Regions from separate parts of the Zea mays genome. Here all the other regions are linked to region 1. The links are chromatin contacts, called in public Hi-C maps. All regions are on one chromosome and are shown on one strand. Each heading gives the region's core, a stretch centred on a gene start, on an enhancer-like site or on the middle of the called end of the contact. The rest is flanking DNA. Distances are from core to core; before and after follow the strand shown.

Region 1 (3,365 bases), core at 223-2,722:
AACATGAACATCCAAATAAGTACTATCTCTGCAACATGTTATATGATCTTATATGAGCAACAAAAAACACTGTCTTAAGTGTGACAAGCCCATTAAACAGTGGATGCAGAGATGGTGCACTTCGGAAAGAGCTACAAAGTTCAGACTCACCCGATGTGCACTGTAAAGAGACCGCACCATGTCCGACGACTTACCGCCTATCGCTATGCTGATCTGCATAAGCAAATTCACCGGTCAAAGTTCACACAGCCATGACACCTTGACTGATATTTACAAATCATGGAAAAGAACAAAGGGAAACAAACAGTTAGAACCTTTTTCCAATCCTTCCCATGTTGACGGTAGGCTTCATAAAAGCGTGTAAGTTCATCCTTGCTCCATTTGGGATCTAAATCTGAAATTTTCCTCTTCTGCAAAATAAAAAATAGCTTGATGAATGAGAGAACTGAATACTAGAATGTCAATTTAGATGATATGATGTCATAATTACTGGTAGCTATCTACAGACCATCAACCATAATTTTTCATAGAGCTTCCAATAGAAATAAATATGCATACTTTCTGTTTAGCTTTGCTTGAACTAGATGGGTCATCATGCTGCTGTTGATCTTCATATCCTTTTACTATGGTCTTGTTAATTGTTCGAGAACCCTTTGCCGGGCCCATCAAACGGTGCTTGTTCAGAATCGACAAATATTGCTGCAAGCAAAAAAGAATGAAAGAACGTTAAGGCCGAAGTCAAAGAAACACTGGGCGACAAAATATATATAGATAAAACAAGAATGTCATTCACAAGTTCTGAAATTCCCGGCAGCCTTCGAAAAGTTTCGCATGCTTACTTTAGTCCAATCTAAGATGCAGTGAAAAGGATCGAAGTATTTTAAAGATAGTGGACGTGCAGCGTTTTTGTGCCACGGAGGCGCGAAGAGCGGCGGTAAACCCGCTGCTAGAGGGACGAGCGTCGCGGCGGCTTCGGGGTTCGGCAGGAGGAGAAAGGAGGAGAGGAGGAGGAGATCGAAACGGGCACCACCATGCTGGCGCACGGAAAAGGCCTTCGCGGGCAGCTGCGATCCAGGCCAGTGCGGCCTCGCGAGCAGCGAAGAGGCTTCTTCCGTGCCGCCAGCAGCCGCGCTTGACTCGATTCCACAACACCAGCGCAGAAAACCACAAGCAGACCACCGAAACCACATCGACGGAGATCACCCACCCCGCGGAATTCCAGAGCTAAGACTCGCACCGGAGCTCACCTGGTCGGATCTGGCCAAAATCGCGCGCACGAGGGCGCCTCTCGGACGCAAGAGCCGCTCCGGTGGCGCCACCGCGGAGACGCAACCACGCCCGCAGAGGCTTGGGGGCCGGCGGCGGGAAGCTGCTGTTCGGAGGCTGGTTCCCGCGTCGTGGATGGATCGGAGAGGACGGGAGCGGAAGAGATGGGGCGGCGAGTGCGGGCGGGGTGGCCGGTTTGCGTTTCTGCTGCACTACTGCGGCCGCGGCTTGGCGGGCGAGGGATATAAGAGAAAGAAAAGGGAAGAGGAAGACAGGAGGGGACGGGTTGGAGCAGGCTTGCGAAGGTGGGTGGGGCGCTGACAGGTGGGCCACACGCAAGTTCGGGCGTTTGAAAATTAGGGTCGGGGGAAGTAGTAATTCGGGAGAGGGACGCGGCGCAGCTTGGGCCTTGGGCTGTGTGTGGGTCTTGGGCCGCCGGTGGATGGGTCTGTGGCAGTCGAAAAAGCACGTGGCGAAGTCTGGCGATCGCTACCTTTGAACTGTTCGTTTGTGAGCTTTTTTTTAGCAGAAGCAAACGAAACGATAGTCTTCCTTAAATTTTAGGATAAAGTTAGTATCATTAAATTTACTATAGCATAAGTCTCGTAAAAATTTAATTGACACTATCAATGCTAACATATTTTTATGAGGTTTGACAGAATCAAAATTTACTTATGATATAAAAATAAAAAGGGAATATTTTGGCCATTTGGAATAGGGGTACTCTATATTTCTTGCGGCTCTTGTTGTGCATCCGTTCCAAATGACTATATAAAGTTTATCATTTTTAGGAGGAGACGGTGCCCTACCAAACTAGTCCTTGCGTTTTATATGAATAAATATTTTTTTGTGCAAAAACTCATTTGAAGATTATTTCTCACTCGTCATATAGAGAGCGGAACTAACTTTTGAAAGTATCGTTCAAGCTATAGAGAAGTTATTTGAGGATGAAGAAATATAAAAAAAATGTTTGTTTATTTATAATGGTTATTTAAATGAAAAAAATAGAGGGACGAGGTAAGAAAGATGTACTGTCATGGATCACTTAGCAAACTTTTTACATATGTTAATGTTAAAATAGATCTGGACTGGATCGACAAAATTGATGTAGAGTAGAGATAGTAGTGGGTACTCGCCAATCGAAACCTGATAGGGTTTTCTATATTAGGGCATGATTTAGATTAAATTCTTACCCATGAATTTGTTATTGGATTCGTAAAAATCTGATAGATACGTGTTTTTGCACTACCCGTCTTAAAACCTACATAACTTACAAATGTAATTCGTAATGTTATTAATTCAATTTGTTCCACTTGTAATAAAAGTTCAAAGTATATTTTGATCACTTGTTTCTTTTTATCATTATTTGTTGGTATATTGTTTGTCATTTACAAGATCAAGTATTTTCATGCTGATGTTAGTGGGTATGGAAACTTATTAGGTACCTAAAACTTGTATGGGTATGGGTTTAGGCAAAAATTCATACCTATCATGGATATGAATTTTTTAGTGGGCGTGTTTTTCTTTGTGGGGTATAGGTTTAGGCAAGAGATATCCAATGGGTTTCTACCCGGTTGCCATCTTTAATCTAGAGATCCCCAAACCAACATTGATCGGTCATATTTTTCACCGATAAACTTCCAAAACGTCTTCTGGAGGCATCCGTAATTCCGTAGTAGAATCAAATATTGGTCCTCGTTAATTTTTAGGGTAAAGTTAGTTTCATCAAAATAACTACAACATGAGTCTTGTAGGAATTCATTTGATACTATACATGTTAACAAAATTTTATGTGGCTTGACAACGTCAGATTTTGCTTAGGATATAAAAACAAAAAAACATGCTATATTCCGGCAATTTGGAATATACATATCTTCTATATTTCTCGCTACCTGAACCGAAACGATGAGATCTAAAATCTACTGATAAGGTGGACTTGCTGTTACAAAAACCAATGATGGCTTAAAATAACTTTAAGATTTTATCTATAATAGCAAAGTGCTCATGAAAATAGCTCCTTACGAAAATACTTCATGAGCTAATGGTATTTTTACTCGGAAGCTATAACCATAAAATATGGTTTCGTTTGTATCTTTCTC
Region 2 (3,462 bases), core at 117-2,616, 140 kb before region 1:
AAATTCACATCCTTAAACTTGCACTGCTGTGTCATCCTGGTCATAAACAGTGAAAGTGCGCTAGAGCATCTTCAATAAGAACCTTAAACGAGGTTCTATCTTGAAATATAGGGCTGATTAAAAATAGCTTCCAGCGGAAGACCTATTTTATCAAATTTCATCAAATTGGTGTAGGACTCAATGATTCAGGTCCTAAATATGGTATTAGGCTATTTGGGTCCAATATTTGCCACACTGCCTATCTTCAATGAAACTTCACATCTGCCTATGGTGAAACACTGTGTTCACATCACCTGCCGCCGCCAGTAGCTTCATATACGTGACGGCGTGCCAGCACGTGTTCTACATAGTCACAACGTGCCGATAGTACACCTCGTCCGCAGTACACGTACGAGTTGCTCACCGTGTGCACGGACGTACTCTCTAGAAGAGACTCTGTACGCACGCACACAGTTGAAGAGAAACGAGAGAGTAGTCCATGTCATCGTCAGCTCAATCAAATCAGCAACCTTCATCGTTCGAGCACGATTGCAATTGAACTCCAGTTCTTACCCTTCGACGGAGACGAATCCTACGACGGTGAGTTAGTAGATGCTGATGGGCTGTTATCTGCAATCACAGTGGTGTTCATCAGGCTTCGCTTTTAGGCTTTTAGCCTGCCTCCGCCACTGGCGTAGAGCACGATGATGATCAAGCTGGCGGTGTACACGTCGGTGCCGAGGCCAAGCTTGATCACGGCCGTGTGCGCACCGCAGCCCTCGCCAAGCCGCGCCGCCGCGCGGCAACCCTTGACGACGATGGGGGAAGGGGACACGGTCGAGGCTAGCGGGCGGCGGCGAGCATGGTGTGGTACGCAGGACGCAGCGAGTGCGTCGAGTGAGAGGACCGTGTTGTGGAAGAGGATGAGGGTCTTGGGACGGGAACAGTGCGTTGGCATTAGCCATTGCAGCTCCTGATGAGCTCACGAAAGGTTGGCCCGTGCCGTTGATGCGATCGAGACGAGAGCACTCCATGCAACTTTTACGCTGCAGCCTGGTAAAGGCCTGCGCCATTTCCTAAATCCGCTCCCGCCCTACCGCCTAGCCTGTTGATGCTACTGCCAGTGCCACTACCACAGCGCTGCCTGTGAGGCCGTGAGTGCCAGTTCAAGTTGCCCTGCTGCTGCGTCGCGCGGAGACAGCAACGACGTGGTCACGCGGCTGCATTCGCGTCGCTGCAACTGCAACCTGACCCGACGACGACTGCGTGCCGAGCGAGCATGGCACGCATCTGCTTGGCACCTTCGCCACAGCCCACAGGAGAGAACCTTGTCCAGTCGTCCAGGTACAAAGATGGAGAGAGTGAGCCCAGGAAACTCTCTGCCTCTGGCCTCTCTGCTCGCTCAGCTCTGGCCAGCGGAGGAGAAGAAGAGAGTCCCCGTGACGACCGTGAGTGACCGACCTCTGCCGTGGGGCGCTGGCAGCCATTTGCTTGCTGCCGTCGTTGCGCGATGAGCGCGGGTGCAGCCCGGTCCGTGCTCGTCGTCGTCTTCTTCGCCCTGCCTCTTCTCGTCTCCATGACCCACGGTGAGCTGAGGCGCCCTCCGTTTCGCCTTAAACGCTTCCCTTGTGTCTCTGCACCTGATGAAAGAAGCAGTGTTGCCAACCTGCTATGCAGGCGGCCACCAGCAGCCGGCGCATGTCGGAGCGGACCCGCGCTCACCACCGGTAAGGCGGTAACGACGACGACTCCCTCTCGCCCTCGCGCTTCTCTGCTGCTGATGCAGTAGTACGCACCTGTGCGTGCGCTGGGAACAAGAACAACGACACGCGCTGATGATGCTGGCGACCGTGTGTGTTTCTGACAGATCGATGGCGGCGAGCACGCAGAGCAGCGGCAGCAGCTTAGCAGGCTGGGCTCCAGGCCGCCGTGCTGCGACCGCAAGTGCGGCGCGTGCGCGCCGTGCAAGGCCGTGCAGGTGCGCGCCGGCGCCGGCGCCGCGGCGGAGCGCCGCCTCCGCCCGCGCTGCGCCAACTACGAGCCCGTCGGGTGGAAGTGCAGGTGCGGCGCCGCCGTCTTCGACCCTTGACGTGGCTAGCTAACTGCCCGCTACGTACGGCTGCCAGCTCCAGCTTCGACCAGTCCGTGGCCCTGCTGAATTGTAATCGTCGCATGCACACGCTGGTGACGCTGCTGCCTGCTGGATGGTAGCGAGCATGTGGGCTTGTTTGCGTCTGCATTAGACTTGTGCTACGCCACACTTGTGTACGTAGACGTAGCCTGCATACTACTCCCACCGCATGTCTATCTGCAACACGATTGTGGGTTTGTGACAATGAATTTTGCTTAGATTTTAAGAGACGGTGTTGTTGGTTAGCCAGTCATATGCTTCAGCTTCTACACTGGCGAAGCAGTTTTCACGATTCCCCGGCGTTGTTTTGTTGTTCGATACTGTGTTAGCTTTGCCGCTGACGATCTTTGTGCAGCTGAGAACCCCCATCAGAACTCAGAACAGCAGATGTGGTGGCATTCTTACTGTTGCTCCTTTCATGTAAACCGGAGCACCGTGAATATCCCACCGACCGTGTCCACTGATTCCGATTCTATTCTTTTTATGTTTTATGTATCCATTCCAACATCTTTGCAGGCATTCCAGTGCAAAGCAAAACAGCTATTGTTTGTAAAAAAAAAAGACCTTTTCCTATAACGGCATCTTGGAGGGAATCCACGAAACAACACTAATTCATTCGAGAGTCAAGACTGTATTCAGAAAATAGCACGCGTTTTCAAACAAATCAAAGAACAACACCAGTTTCACCAAAATGAATTCAGAAAACATCACTATATCAATATTTTTCATTCTTTTTATTTCTTGCCTCACAAGTTTACTTAGACCAAATTGGCTCTATCATTTCTGAACATATGCTATTTTCTGAACGCCGCAGTCTCAAACCAGTGCTATTTTATAGATTTTCCTCAGCAGCTTGCCCTTCGACGCCAGCAGCAGAACTCTTGTGAAGTAGCACGAGGTGACAATTTGAAATTTTCAAGTCCTAGGCCCTGAATTCTCGTTCATTTGCCGCGTTTTTTCTCGCTGCAGGTCGCAGCACCAATAAGGACACTCCACACGGTCGATCCCAGGTTCGGATCTCCATACAGATCCTCTGGTGAATGTGGATGTGGCGTGCTACGAAGATGCCAAGAACATGTTCATATATTCCCGCCCTTTTTAGCCTTTTCTTGCTTGCCGTTGCCGCCGTCCCTTCTGAACCGACTCCTGCTTTTTTTTTCCCTCCCTCTTTCCGAAAGCACCAGCCAATAGTCAAGCTCTTTGTCAGCTCATGCTTGCCGTTGCCGGACTGTTTTTTTTTTTCTTTTCAAAACCACGGCCATTTTTTTTTAAACGAGTTCGAACTGAACTGGCGACCTGATCCTGACGTGCACATGCGTCCTACAGCGAGCGGGTAGGAAGGAAGCAGACAT
Region 3 (3,739 bases), core at 44-2,543, 190 kb after region 1:
AAGGAAAATCACAGAAAACAGCACAGCACCAATCAGCTCAACGTTTTCGACCCCCCAAAAAACAATCTGCTGATGGTATCGGTTGGTCAAGCTCAATTGCTCACGCACTGCAGCACAGGTCCTCATGCAGGCAAGGCAACCGAGCATGCAGAGTTTTTCATGACATCCTCAGCAGATCAGATCACTCTCTCACAGTTCCTTCCTGACTGGAAAAGTTTCATGATGACTAAACAACTTGCCCCCCTCAAAAAGATCACCTGGATGCAGCACTACAGTCTACTGTTAATTCAAACAGCTAAAAGAGAGAAAGAGAAAAAGCTAGATTAGCGATGATGCACCCGCACGCAGCAGTCATTAGCCGGGCACCGGTGACGGACGATGCACCGAGCGCGCCTGGGACACCGGCGGAGGCATGGAGCTCTTAGATGGACAGGTCCGGCCACCCCATGCTCCAGAACAGGCCTTCCGGCAACGCCTGGGACACCGTCGTCGGCTGCTGATGCTGCTGCGGTGGCGGTGGCGGCAGAGCAGGGACAGAGGCGGTCGCGCGAGGCAGGGCCGCCGGCGCGAGTCCGCCCACGAGGAACTCGGCGGAGAAGTGGACGCCGACGTCGGCCCCTGGCGCGATCAGCGACGTGAAGCTGCCGCCGAGGTCCAGCAGCCGGCGGTCCGGGTCCACGGCGGCGAGCGGCGACGCCAGGGCCGGCGCGGCGAAGGACAGCCCACCGTACGGGCGCAGCAGCGAGCCGTGGAGCGCGCTCGGAGGCGGAGGCGCAGGCGGCGCCGCGGTTGCGGGCGCCGGGCCGGCGCGCTTGCGGCGGCCGGCGGGCGTGGCCTTGCGCGTGCCGCCGCCGACGGGGACGTTGCGGAGCGCTCCCCCGCGCGTCCAGTAGCGGCGGCAGGCCCGGCAGAAGTAGCGCGGCTGGGACAGGTTGTAGTTGTTGTAGTAGCAGAACTTGGTGTTGGCGGACTCGCAGCGCGGGCACGGCAGGCCCTCCGGCTCCCGCCCGCCTCCCGTGCCGGTACCGCCGCCGCCGCCGCCGGTGGCCACGGGAGCCGGCAGCGGCCTCCCGTCCGGCACCTGGCCCACCTCCGTGGCAGCGGAAGAGCGAACCATCCCTCCTCTCCTCTCCTCTCCCGGTTGTTGCTAGCCAAGGTCGCTCGTACGTACCAGTTGTTGGTCGATACGGTGGCAAGTGCAACTGTGCAAGGAGTGGGCTGGCGACAGGGATGGACGGACAGGCGAGGCAATTTGTAGGGGAGGCGGGAGGAAGGGTGAGGAAGAAGACAAGAGGCGGAGACGGGTGTGTGTGTGTGTGTGATGGAGCAGCACTGTAGCAGTAGGTAGCGGTCTTGCCGTCTTGCGGGGCCGAGAAGGAACGCTCTCGGCTGTCGGCTCTCGCTCGCAGGAAGAGAGGCAGAGGAGGGGGCAACCCCGCACCCTGACCCTGGTGGCATGGCAGGTGGCAGTCTGGCAGGGGAGGGAGGGTTTGAACAGGGGTTTGATACTTCTATTCCGGGGAAACGGACAAGGCGGCGGCAGGGGCAAAGGCCGCAGCTTTGTCTCCTCACGGGGGTTGCTCCTCGCCGTTGCTGCCGGTGGCCACCACTGGCACTGTGCCCCTGTGGCAGCCAGAGCCAGTGCGTGGCGTGGTGGATCAGTGCAGTAGCGCGAGAGGTGCGGTGTTGCGCATTTCCGCTGGCCGCTCCGCCGCTTCGATGCGTTCGTTGTCTTCTTGTCTCTTGTGAATACTCGTCCACCTCCTCGCCGGTCAAAGAGAGAGGAGCAGTGCGGTGTGGGTGTGGCATCTGCAGAGCGATTCGCGGTTGCTGCGGGTGGGGGCTCTGGGCCTCTGGCCTGCAACTGCAGGAGCAGGACGGCGACGCACGGCCTGGCCGCTAGCTGTTCAGGCCAGGCTTCATCAGATCAGAGAGGACGACCACCGGACTGCTGTTTGTTTGTGTTTGATTCCCTGTCCCTTCTCCGGTTCTCCCTCTCTCTCTCTGTCTGTCACTCAGCAAACGGCCAGCAGGCATCTTGCATGCGTGCTCCTCCTAGCTCACATGAGAATAGGACAAAAATAAGATTAGGGTTCTTTGGCTGCTCAAGTTCGCAGCCGATGTGATCTTGATATGCAGGGAGTAGTACACATCTGTTTCGCAACGGGGAGTTGCTGTTCCTGTTCTGCGGCAGAACTTGTGCCTATTTCTTCTCGACTGGACTGGACATCCTAGAACAGAATGGTCATGGGCCGGGAGAGTTGCGTGCAATGCCACACCAAGTCCAAGTGCCTGTTTTCTTGAACGGAGCGACGACGGCGAACCTTACCTGATCATCAGTGGCAGGCAGCCCATCTCCTCTCGCAAGTGTTGTGACTTTGTGAGAGCGAACCCTGCCTAGCCTTGCATGAGCTACAGCAGCTACGACAGCTCCCCTAGCCTATCCCATCCTACTCCTACCGCGCAGGTCCAGTCGTCGACCAGACCGTTCGTTGCATCGGGTCGGGGCTCCGGCCATTTGCTTCGTCAGGCACAGGCAGCGGCGTGGACGAACGACACGCGCTGCCGTCCTTGCTTTTGCTGCTCCTTGGTCGAGTGGTCGTGGCAGATAAGCGGATGCCCGATCACCTCAGAGCCGGTAGGGATGGGTTGCCGGTCCGTCCGCATCACGCCCGTCATGTCGCCGCTCCATCCACGGCCACGGGTCTTGAGATGGGAATGGGCCGACCCGGCGTCTGGCCTCGTACCCGGCTCCATGGGTCCGTTTGGTTGTGGACAAAAATGTCTGACCAAAACTAGCTAGTTGGTCAAACTTAGGCTAAACCAAAATTGGACTCAAGTTTAAACGTTTAGTTTGTGGTAAAAATTCAATATGGCCAAACTAAACTTTGGCAGCCGATTTGCCTACCTTGACTTTGGCCAAAAATTGGCGTGAGTTTGTATTGGCGTGGCTAAAATTTTATTGGCAAGACCAAAATTCGGTCATCAACCAAAGGCAGTTCAAAAAATTGGCGTAATTTTGTCTAAACAACATTTTTCTTTCATCGTCTATGATATCTATAACTATTATTAGCACTTCTAAAAAACTAAGCTAAAGGTTAAAAATTATCATAGTAATACATTGAGATTATTAGCGATAAAACAAATTAATTACAATTACAAGTTAACGATTATTTTAGTTTTGCCAAATTTTGGTTAAAAATATGGTGCTCCTCAATTTACTTCTGAACCATAGATGCACTTAAAAGTTATGATCAATCATAATTATCATATTTTATCTCTACTCTTTAAAGCACGGTTCTCAACCCTTGTGCGTCGCACACATATATGATTATTCCCCTCTATCGCTATAAATCACTCACGTTCTTATTGGCGTTCTTAGGGTGTGTTTGGTTAAGGAGCGAGGGGATTAGAGCGGCTCCATTTCTGTTTTCTAGATGTTTGGTTTCTAACGGAAGAGGAGTAAAACGACTCTAGATTCTATATATAGCAAATATTTGGAATGATCCCACTCCACCAAAACGATCGGATGTGAGCTCTCTTGTGAATGTGAGCGCTCTCCTTCCACTTCTCCCCTCCACACTTGTATGACTCCCCAACCAAACAAAAAATGGAGCGGTTCCGTTTCAATCGACAAACACAAAATGGAATGGTTCCATTCTCAAAAACTGGAATAGAACCACTCCATTCCAATTAGCTCCACAACCAAACACACCCATTGGTTCTTATTGTTCATATC

The links. A called contact is a pair of places that touch in the nucleus more often than the background predicts.
Region 2: a contact with region 1 is called in a Hi-C map of leaf, with 4 times the contacts expected there. The contact joins the promoter of LOC100501067 here to the promoter of LOC100217142 in region 1. A contact is called at or near these places in 4 of 25 Hi-C or Micro-C datasets (leaf, leaf mesophyll and an unstated tissue) and 1 of 3 datasets of contacts at active chromatin or transcription factors (seedling).
Region 3: a contact with region 1 is called in a Hi-C map of leaf, with 3 times the contacts expected there. The contact joins the promoter of LOC107325937 here to the promoter of LOC100217142 in region 1. A contact is called at or near these places in 15 of 25 Hi-C or Micro-C datasets (bundle sheath, ear, endosperm and 5 more) and 2 of 3 datasets of contacts at active chromatin or transcription factors (leaf and seedling).

Annotation. Positions count from the first base shown.
Region 1 is chr3:6,068,424-6,071,788 of Zm-B73-REFERENCE-NAM-5.0, forward strand. LOC100217142 reads right to left here and starts at 1,473. Exons shown (of 16, transcript NM_001359646.1): 1 at 1,248-1,473; 2 at 559-699; 3 at 315-410; 4 at 151-213. The coding sequence starts at 666.
Region 2 is chr3:5,929,030-5,932,491 of Zm-B73-REFERENCE-NAM-5.0, forward strand. It overlaps LOC100501067 (EPIDERMAL PATTERNING FACTOR-like protein 3), which reads left to right and starts at 1,367. Exons shown (of 3, transcript NM_001195898.1): 1 at 1,367-1,565; 2 at 1,657-1,706; 3 at 1,847-2,313. The coding sequence starts at 1,490. The coding sequence ends at 2,068. It overlaps LOC100285744, which reads left to right. Exons shown (of 4, transcript NM_001158635.2): 4 at 1-22.
Region 3 is chr3:6,256,877-6,260,615 of Zm-B73-REFERENCE-NAM-5.0, forward strand. It overlaps LOC107325937 (Dof zinc finger protein DOF1.6), which reads right to left and starts at 1,294. Exons shown (of 1, transcript NM_001320908.1): 1 at 49-1,294. The coding sequence starts at 1,117. The coding sequence ends at 422.